Linked DNA regions of Mus musculus: region 2 is linked to region 1. Evidence: chromatin contacts called from public Hi-C data. All regions are on one chromosome and are shown on one strand. The core of a region is the stretch at or near the end of the contact, and the rest is flanking DNA. Distances in the headings are between cores, read along the strand shown.

The links. A called contact is a pair of places that touch in the nucleus more often than the background predicts.
Region 2: a contact with region 1 is called in a Hi-C map of cortical neurons, with 2.1 times the contacts expected there. The contact joins the promoter of D5Ertd615e here to the enhancer-like site in region 1. A contact is called at or near these places in 1 of 484 Hi-C or Micro-C datasets (cortical neurons) and 3 of 115 datasets of contacts at active chromatin or transcription factors (bone marrow-derived dendritic cells, embryonic stem cells and stem cell-derived neural progenitor cells).

Annotation. Positions count from the first base shown.
Region 1 is chr5:44,874,198-44,879,126 of GRCm38.p6, reverse strand. No RefSeq gene overlaps it. Among named protein-coding and RNA genes, the nearest start is that of Gm36076, 49 kb to the left of the region's middle. Within about 2 kb of position 1,971, at least 50 of the 459 cell types and tissues checked have an H3K27ac peak or open chromatin away from gene starts, as enhancers often do. A contact at or near this core is called in cortical neurons, where this site is marked.
Region 2 is chr5:45,420,854-45,426,087 of GRCm38.p6, reverse strand. It overlaps D5Ertd615e (DNA segment, Chr 5, ERATO Doi 615, expressed), which reads left to right and starts at 1,688. Exons shown (of 6, transcript NR_131933.1): 1 at 1,688-1,852.

The DNA of each region.
Region 1 (4,929 bases), core at 722-3,221:
TATGTTTTCATGATCATCAGGGCAGAGATGCTGGCTCCTGTTCTATTTAAAAGTGATGAGACTAAGGAAAAAGTGAAGTGTGCTTCAGAATGATGCTATGCCTAAACCGAAGCCTCGGAGAACTCCTCGAGTCTGTGTTCAACTGCATGTTCCCCTATAATGCAAGCTCTTTTCAGAACTCCGACACAGCCTGGATCTGTTTCCAGGAAAGTCAATGAATCCATGTTGGTGTCTATATCCCTCTGATTAGTTAATTTCTAAATATTCTTAGTGAGTTCCAGTTTGTGATCCCACTGGGCCACAGCTGGTGTTACCTAAGGAGATGACAAAGGCACTGGGCTTGGCTACGTTGTGGCGTGACATTCCTCCCCAGTGCTGCCTGCAGCAAAACATTCCCAGTGAATGAATGAGCAAGGCTAAGGATTCATGAAAAAGCATAGAGGGAACCCAAGCAGTTGGGTAATTTTCAAAAAGGAGAGTCATGATCCAGGAAAGATAATGGGGTTAAGGTAATGCTGTAACGAGTAACAAATTCAAAGACCTCTGGCACAGCCTAACAAGGTGCTCAAATGACTGAATGAAAGGAGGCGTGTAGACTATGAAGTGTTAGCAAGCTTCCATTTATTCTAAGAGAGTTATCTCTCAGCTCTGGATGACTTAGCCATCAGCAGTTACCAAACAAACAACAACATTCCCCAGCCTGATGTGTTGTGTGCTGTTAGCTACTTTTGTTGGTGGGTAAGACTGAGACATACAGAGTGACTCCTCTTTTGGGCGGAAAGTAGATATGTGTATGCACTTTTGATTAGCTTGCTGGGGCATGAAGGGTGGAACAAACCCACCACAAGCTGAGTCCAGCAGGTCTTGTAGCTTGAGATCTTTACTCTGGATCCTGTAGTCCCCCAGACTCTAAAGGTAAGAATGCTGGCTCTATCCCAAAGAAAAGGGAAGAAATGATGAGCCTTGAGCTGTAGTAGAAAGCACAACTAAAATTCTGGAAAGACTTCAGTTTGACCTGTAGAGGCTAGAAGACTTGACCACACATCCAAAACAGTAGAAGCACGAGAAGAAGCCTAGTGAGCAAAATTAGGGGAGGTACCACTACCAGACTGGGACAAATGAGAGACCTAACAAGCCTGAAGAATGCTCAAAAGAATCAGATCTAGGAGCAGCATAGGAAGGGGACAACACTGGGAATGCAGATAGCTCAGCCTTCAGCTCATGCAGTTACAGTCTGTGGTTGGGAGTGAGATTGTCTGCATTTGAGTCTGGATCTTTCATGCGTCCTTCTGTAGACCTGGGGGCAGGTGCTTTCAACTCTTCCTGGCCCAGCTCCCTACTGGGGTGAGAGCTTGTGTGAACATCAAAGGAAACAGAACCCTGTCAGTTGATAGATCTTCTATGACTCCAGAGAGCAGATTTATCTATATCCAGGAAGCTGGGTCCTGAGGTTCCCAACCCCTGAGGGATCTATGGCTCTCACAGGTTCCTGGCTATGCAGCACTGAGTAAGTCACATGACCTCTCTGTTATTTACTTCCTTCTTCCAAATGTCACAATTCGTTTATATAAGTAAGATCCATTCCAACTGTGGAGCAAAAACATGTATTTGTCATTGTATAATTACAGATTTACCAAAAATTCAGACCAAGAGCAGTTCCTAGTCTGTGGTGTTAGCAGCAGGCTATTTCTAATTTGTTAAGGAATTTCCATTTTCTCCTATCTTGACTGAGCCTCCTGTAAAGAAACTGAGCTGAGTCCAAGGGTCTTTTCCCTAAAAATCTCTCCTACAGATGTCTCTTTAGACTCACATGTCAGTCAGTTCCTGGAAGCAAAATCTCCCTTAAAGAATAGAAGTACTCTTTGAGATTTTTTTCAAGCCCAGGGAAGCTTTTGCTGCTTCCCTGCACTGGGTATTGCTGTTGCTAAGAGCTCTGCCCATCCTCTCCCAGGTTTCTTCCCATAGTAGGCGGTGATTTGGCTTCTCCTAGAAGCTGGCCTGGCTTCTAGATTCAGCAAGAGCCAGGCGCTCTGCAGAAATAGAGATGGTGATTCACAGCAGATTCCCCAAGAGGTTTCATCTTTCTTCAGAGAAGTAGGACTGAAGCCAGATCTTATGTAAGAAAACAGATCTGAGTATACAAAAATAATAGCTGTTAGAGAAGGTCATCTGTCCGGGTGGGGAAAAAAAAGTAGTATTAACTGGCACCAGAATTCATCGGGGGTGGGGGATGGGGAGGGCTGTCTTTAATTCGTTAAGAAATTCCTTCAGTTAGCAACATGGAGGAAAGCCCCAAGGTTGTGAATAAGTAGAGAGAAATGGAAGAGTGAAATTGTTGTCCATTCATACTGGAAAGAAAATTAGGGAGGTGCTAAATGGAGAAGAGGAAATTGAACCAGTAAGAAGTTGGCAGGTGCAATGAAGTACAATTTTCACAATTAATAGTGGCACCCATTCTAGGGAAGGATGTGCTGAGCCCTGTGTGAGGTTTTGGTGTCTAGGAGACTGTCACATCACCGTAATATAGAGAAGGATGACTTTTCTTCTTATTGTGTGGATGTTGACAGCACTTTTCACAAGATCACACCACCAGTGATAAGAATAGGTTCTGAAGAACAATCCAATACTAAATTGCATTGTATGAGAATGTGGTTTTACAGCCTAACAACTTCTACCTTCTCAAGAGCTTAGCAAATAGATTCTCCTCTCAGAAAGCATTGTCCAAAGATCTACTAGATTCAGAAGGACATTTAGTAAACAATCTGACATTGTTGTACATGATTTCTACAAACAAAACTGTACAAGTTGCCTGTTGGTTCTTGCTCCTGTTGTTAAAATCTGGACCAGAACTAGGCTTCAAGGTCTCTTGTTGTTAGTTCCAGTAGCAAGGCCAGTTGTTATAAAAATCATTTAATTCTTAGGTAATTTATGTAGCTGATGCTTTCTGAGGAAGAGTATATTCAAATCCAGGGCTTTGGATCTGAAGACATAAGTCAAGGACATACACAATCATGACTACTTCCCAGAATATTCCACTCTATACTTGTGATTCGCTTTGGAGATCTTTGATGTAAATAAACCACCCTGATTATTATGGAACCTAAAACTATGATACTATGGAACCCAAAACTTCCACCAAGAGGCACTTTTGGTTGGAAGCATCTTTCTTAGAAAGAAACGTGTCTTTATTAGACATGTGCAGGGACAGAGCCAGGGTCATTATTGTGAAGGATGTAGAGTTAAACAGATATACCACGGTGGGTGTTGAGTATGATATTTATTTTGCTGTTACTGTGGTGCACTCACAGGCAGAATTAAGAGATATTTGATAGCATTTTGAAGCTTCCTGAGATCACACAGGGAAAGTTGTGGAGGAACACCTAGCATAGAATCAGTAGAGCTTTAGCCATGCCATCTAAATACTGGAGGAGTCAATTTTCATATACCCTTCCATTCCTCCACCCATCCTACAATCTCTCCATCTGACTTCTCTGTTGATGATGTGTGATCTTAAATATTAAAACTGAGAATTAATGAGAAATATTACAGGTGGATGGGAATTGGACCAATAGTTCTTTCTCCATTGGAGAGATGCAAAGGGTGGTAGGCTGTTAAGAAGTATCAAGAGGAGAAGCAAGACAAGAGCTATCATTGGCAAGTATCTTCTGGGAAGCTATGGTTTTGCCTAATGTTCTTTGGTAAAACATACATAGATCCATAATAGGATCATAGTGGATTTTGCCAATGCAGGGTGTAGGCGCCATCTCCCACAGCTGACATGATTGTAACTTAGGAATGGATCTTTGAGGGCTTGACCATTTAAACGTTTTTATATATGTTTATTTCTTTTATCTATGTTTGCTACATATATGTAGTCATCTTTTGATGTCTATGGGAGAATTTATTCCAGAACTCTCACGGACATCTGAATCTATAGGTTCTCCAGACCCTTATGTAAAGGGGTATTTGCATATAAACTGTCCACATCATTCTATATATTTTATTTAGGTAGCAATGCTGGGGTTTGAACTCAAGGCTTTATGCACACTAAACAGGTACCCTCCCACTGAGCCATATCCCTGGCCTTTGGTATGTTTGTGTATTTATCTTGCTATGTAGTACAAGGTGACCTCGAACTTGTGGTTCTCCTGTCTCTGCCCTGTGAATGCTGATGTGACATTTTCTATCATATCCAGTTCTCCAATTACTTATAGAGGAGACTAGGAATTCTATGTAAATAAATGTTATACTGTAGTGTCTAGGACATAGGACATAAATGTCAAGCGAAAAGTCTACACCGACTTGATATTTTTACATTTTTTATGTTGAATTCATAGACTATGGGAGGCCAACTGTATTCTCGTCAGTTCATGTCTAATGTGTCTCATGAGCTCCATGTTCATCCACTTAGATTCTTTTTTCTATAGGCGAATGGAAGTTGTTATACATAAACATGATGTTTACATATGATGCATGTAAATATGTTATAGGAATACATGGTGATGAGTGAGTCACTTAGACCTTCACAGCAAGGTCTTCTATTGCTGAGGAGAACAGAGGAACTAACTGACTCCAAGTATTCAAAGAAAAGAAAGGTTCTGTATGAATATTGATTCATAGAGATGATACACAGTGAAGTGTAGGACCCTAGACAAGCCACACAGATTGTTCCATCTCACTTCCACTCTTTGCAAAACAGACACATTAACACCTGTTTCACAAAATTACGAGCACTACTTTCAGTAATTGTAGGAAAGCCCCAAGCCCACTGAGAGGTGATTAGGAAATGTTCGTTTTCTTGCCTTCTTACTCCTCAGTTGTCACAGTTAAATCATGGGGGTCGGGTTGAACAAAACTTTTCAACCTATGCAAACAAACAAAACAAAACAAAACAAAACATCCACTCTGTTCTTTGGAGATGAGTTAACG
Region 2 (5,234 bases), core at 439-2,938, 550 kb before region 1:
AAATGCTTGAAGCTGAGCTTGGAATCCGGTATGAATGCAGTAAGGAAGTTACCTATTCAGTAACTAATTAAGCATTACAAAAGACAGAACCAGCAGCTCAGAGCTGGTCTGCAGAGTATTTACTAAGGACAGTAGCAAATCTCACCCAAACAAGGGAATGCCATGAAAGAGCCAGGGAATCCCACTGAGATAGAAATCTTTAGTACTGGCTACATTGCATATTAGAAGCAAGTTGGTGAATTCTGACAAATGGAGATTCTCCACAGATACTTAAAAGTTACACTCACACAAGAAATTATCAGGGCCCAGGATAGGGGGGTTGTGGTATTGCAGTATTCATGAGGAGGTCTGCTAAAGTAGAACCCCTGGAGGTGGGCTTAACAATAGACTAGCTTTACACCTGGCTCCCTTCTCAGTGGCAGTGACCTGGTCCCTGCCTTCTTTTGATGTATACATTCATTTTGTATTATGTCACTGTAACTTGGTGGATTGTATCTCGTCTGGTTTCTTGCTATTCTTCTGTATAAAAAGTTTGATGCTTGACTTGACAAATTACATTCAGATTCTACACAATCTCCTGTGTTGATCTGTCTGTCATTCGCCAACTCCTTGCCCATCTGCACCCAGAGGGTCTGCGGCAGAAAATGTGGCACATTTACACAGTAGAGTACTACTCAGCTATTAAAAACAATGACTTCATGAAACTCTTAGGCAAATGGATAGAACTAGAAAATATCCTGAGTGAGGTAACCCAGTCACAAAAGGACACACATGGTATGCACCCACTGATAAGTGGATATTAGCCCAAAAGCTTGAAATACCCAAAATACAATTCACAGACCACATGCAGCTCAAGAAGAAGGAAGACCAAAGTGTTGATGCTTCGCTCCTCCTTAGAAGGGGGAACAAAATACTCACAGGAGGAAATATGGAGACAATGTGTGAAGGAAAAGCCATCCAGAGACTGCCCCACCTGGGAATCCATCCCACATACAGTTACCAAACCCAGACACTATTGTGGATGCCAAGAAGTGCTTGCTGACAGGAGCTTGATATAGCTGTCTCCTGAGAGGCTCTGCCAGAGCCTGACAAATACAGAGGTGAATGCTCAGAGCCAACCATTGGACTGAGCACCGGGTCTCCAATGGAGGAGTTAGAGAAGGGACCGAAAGAGCTGAAGAGGTTTGCAACCCCATAGGAAGAACAACAGTATCAATCAACTAGATCTCCCCAGAGCTCCCAGAGACTAAACCACCAACCAAAGAGTACACATGGAGGGACCCATGGCTCTAGCTGCATATGTAGCAGAGGATGGCCTTGTCAGGTATCAATAAGAGAAGAGGCCCTTGGTCCTGTGAAGTCTCAATGGCCCTGTGTAGGGGAATGCCAGGGCAGGGAGGCAGGCAGGAGTGGGTGGGTGGGTGGGGAACACCCTCATAGAAGCAGGGGGAGGTGGGGGCAGGGGTTTTTCTAGGGCAGAGAACTGGGAAAGGGGATAACATTTGAAATGTAAATAAAGAAAATATCCAATAAAAAGGAGAAGAAAAAAAGAAAAGAAAAGAAAAGAGCATTTTGAAGGCAGTATGCAGTTTGAAACAATTCCACAAGGGGGCAGGCGTCGGCAACAGATGCACATAGGTGCTGGGCAACTCCGTAAGGAACAAGGCTCCTTAGACTCAGACTCTGTGCAGACATAGGATGACAAGCCACCTGCCAGTGCTGGAGACCACTGCTGTGCATGCTGCCGCCTTCTTGTTCATGTACCTCCCCCTCCCTCATCCTTCATGTTTACTTCTTTCACCGAAATGAAAATTGGTTGACTACAGAGCAGACACTTCCTAAACCTCTCAAGGTAGGTGCTTCTAAATGAGCTGTTCACAGCCTGTGGGTGGCAGCCCATTCGGGGTTGCACATTAGGTATCCTGCACAACAGATATTTACACTATGATTCATAACAACAGAAAAATTACAATTGTGAAGTAGCAACGAAAATAATTTTATGGCTGGGGTCACCACAACAGGAGGATTTGTATTCAAGGGTCACAGCCACTGCTCTAAGCCATCGCTCGAGCAGGCCCTTAAAGTCCCTGAAAGAGAAACACAACACAGCACAGACAACGGGAGTAGCCTCCATGTTAGCACATATCTTAGCCCCAGGGAAAGACCTGGTCCCCTACTATTTGTATCAGCACCCCTGGTATAGGTTCTGTCACTCTCCATACTTAGAAAATGGTAAGTGACCCTAGCTTAGGCCCACTTAACATTTATTGAGTACTTACTATGTGTCAAGCTTGTGTCCACCCTGAGATTCTCGAGAAAAAAAAATTCAGTTCCACAATTTTGAACCAAATTTAAAGCAAGCTTTAATTAAATGCTGGCCAGGTAGAGGACTCTGGCCAGGTCTACTCCTGGGTTCCCAGGGAATGGCCACAAGTTACATTTTTCAAGGACTTAAAAAGGCAAAACCCACAATTCATTGCATTTCCCATTAGTTCCAAACCAGGGGCTAACATATATCCTGACATATTTTCCTGCCTATGTGACTTCTGCCTACATCCAATCAAATACATCTGGTATAAAAAAAATTAAGTAAACTTGTTCAGGGGAGTCAAAATGCATGGCTTGTTAATTCCCAAGAACTACAGCTTCCAGTATTCCAGAAAGTTATCTTGACCTTGCATAAGTGGGGCCTACAGGTAAACTCCGACTCTTACACTTGGTACTGGGAAATCTAGCAGAAATCTCTCCTCTACCTTCTCCTCTCTTCCCCTCCCCCTCCCCATCTTCCCCTCTATCTCCTATTTTATCATATGTGTAAGGACGCTTTGTGAAGTAATATCATACACTTAGATTCCAGGAATCAGGCCCCTTACATATTGGGGGCCTTATTTTATCTTACAGTAGACATGGATGAATATACAGGGACACCTCCAAGTAAAGGTTAGCAAATACTGCCTTATGTCACAGCTGCCTCCTTAAAGGCCTTTTTGGGACTCTGCACTCTTTTGGGACCTTTGTGGATAAGGTTTAGGCAGAGGAAGACTTCAGTATCTGAAAGTGAAATCACTTACTAGTAAGTGTAGGCCATGTCATGAGATCCCCTTTCGGGGAACTGGTGACCTGGAGTTAAACCTGGAAGTTAAGGGTGCAAAGAGCTGATCTGTCCACACGAAGGTTTGAGAAGACTTAGAGTAATGGCTGCACTCAGCTTTGCTGAGGTGGATCAAGGCTGTGCACACTTGGCATGCTCATGATTTATCCGGAGGGTTTCATTTTTGCCATGCAACTTTTCTGTTATTTGGAAATTTGTGTGTGTGTGTTCACGCACAGGCACATCATATGTGCTTCAAAGAAATGACGGACTCCTGCTGGCTAAAATTTTTCTTCCTGCTCCCCTCCTCTCCCCGGTTAAGGGAAGGCTGATTTCTCTATCTGTATCTTGAGTGACAGAGAGGAGCACCCATGGTGATAAGTGACACAGACACAGGCAAGCTGGAGAGCAAACCTGAGCCAAACATCGGGGGAGCCTGGGTCTTCCTCTCACTTTAACCCAGGAGTCCTTACCGTGACCCTTGGATCCACAAACACTATACATTGGCCTTGAAAGAGCCAGCTAGAATTCCAGTCAACTCTGCGTGGCTCCAAGGGAGTTCTGGAATTTGCAACACGTATGCTGGTGCCTGCTTCGGATCTGCTAATCTCAAGTCTTGCCAGGACTTCAGCATTGTATCAAGTTGATCCTTCAGGGTCAAGCTGGATAATTGTTCCCTGATGGTGGTTTGGTGTGGAGAATAGCTCTTGATGGGGTATCAAAGATCAACAAAACCAGACACTGAAGTGTTAAGGATGGATTCAGTCAGCAACAGGCTAGCATAATGGGTGAAAAACGGAACTTCATGCAGAGCTGGCTAGATATTTTCAAGGAAGGATGAAGGGGGAGGGGAATAGAGGGGGAGGGGCAGGAGAGTCTGGACAGTGACAGTTTATGAAGTGTGGGATGGAGGACTTGGTCTCTGTGCAACCTATCTAGGTTTGCTAACTGACACTTAATGAGGTCAGGCCCCTCCCTTTCACAGAGCGTGGGAGATGAGCCCTATCTTCAGAGACTCTTCCAAAAGGCAGCACACTCTTTTGGAAGCTTCTAGTTTCCTCTGGCAGGCACTGTAAGATGGCCGAGGGTGATATAGCCTTGAACTGTTAGGAACTATGGAAGTGAATTTTTTTTTTTCTCAAGTCTTTTTGTGCCAAGCTTGATAAACAGTCTGGAAAGAGTTCAGAACTTGGTTAAAATGTAGTTAGGGAGAGAATCTTGGTCAAGAGTATCTTCTATGCCATGACCAAGAGTGTTCCTTAGTATACCATTATGTCATGGTGGTACCAGGAGGCTTTGACATTAAGGTATCACTGCCAAGAAAAATACCCAAATCTATCTATCTATCTATCTATCTATCTATCTATCTATCTATCTATCTATCTATCTATCTATCCGTCCATCCATCTATCATCATCTGTCATCTTCTATCATCTCTTTTTCTATCAATGTATTTACCATATACCTGTCATCTATCATCTATCTCTAATATCTAATCCATATCATCTATGAGTTGATCTATATCTATTGTCTATGCCTCAAATCTGCACCATTTGTTATCTTTTTATCATTATTTATCAGGTATGCATGTATATATAAATTTGTGTATATGAATATATAATTGTATGTGTGTATAATTGTGAATGTGCGTATGATTGCATGCATATATGTATGAATGTATGTGTGTGATTGTATACATGTACGTATTGAACTATCCCTTGAAGAGCTTCTCTGAGCCTCTAATATGTGCATTGTAAATCTCTAAGAGGGAGGTTTTTTTGAGGTCACTGTCTAAAGAAGCTGTGCCTAGCACTGAGCAAGTATCCAGTTGTGTGTGTGGCATGAGCTAGTTAGTAGATGTCATGGATGATTGACTTCAGGAGGCTAAAGCGAGAAAGATGATTTCCCCCAGTTTATACAGTTTAGTATAACCTCAGCTATGGCAATGGTTACATGTATAATTATAACATTTGGGGTAAGCAGGAAAAGACACCCAGAGACTTGCCGCCTCCTGCATGGCATAGTAGGCCAAGACACACAGAGGCCCACATGCCACCATACCATGCAGTGTGGGCAGGAAAAAACTTCTCAGAGACTCACCCACTGCCATGCCACATGGGCAGACTGTAGGCATACAGAGACC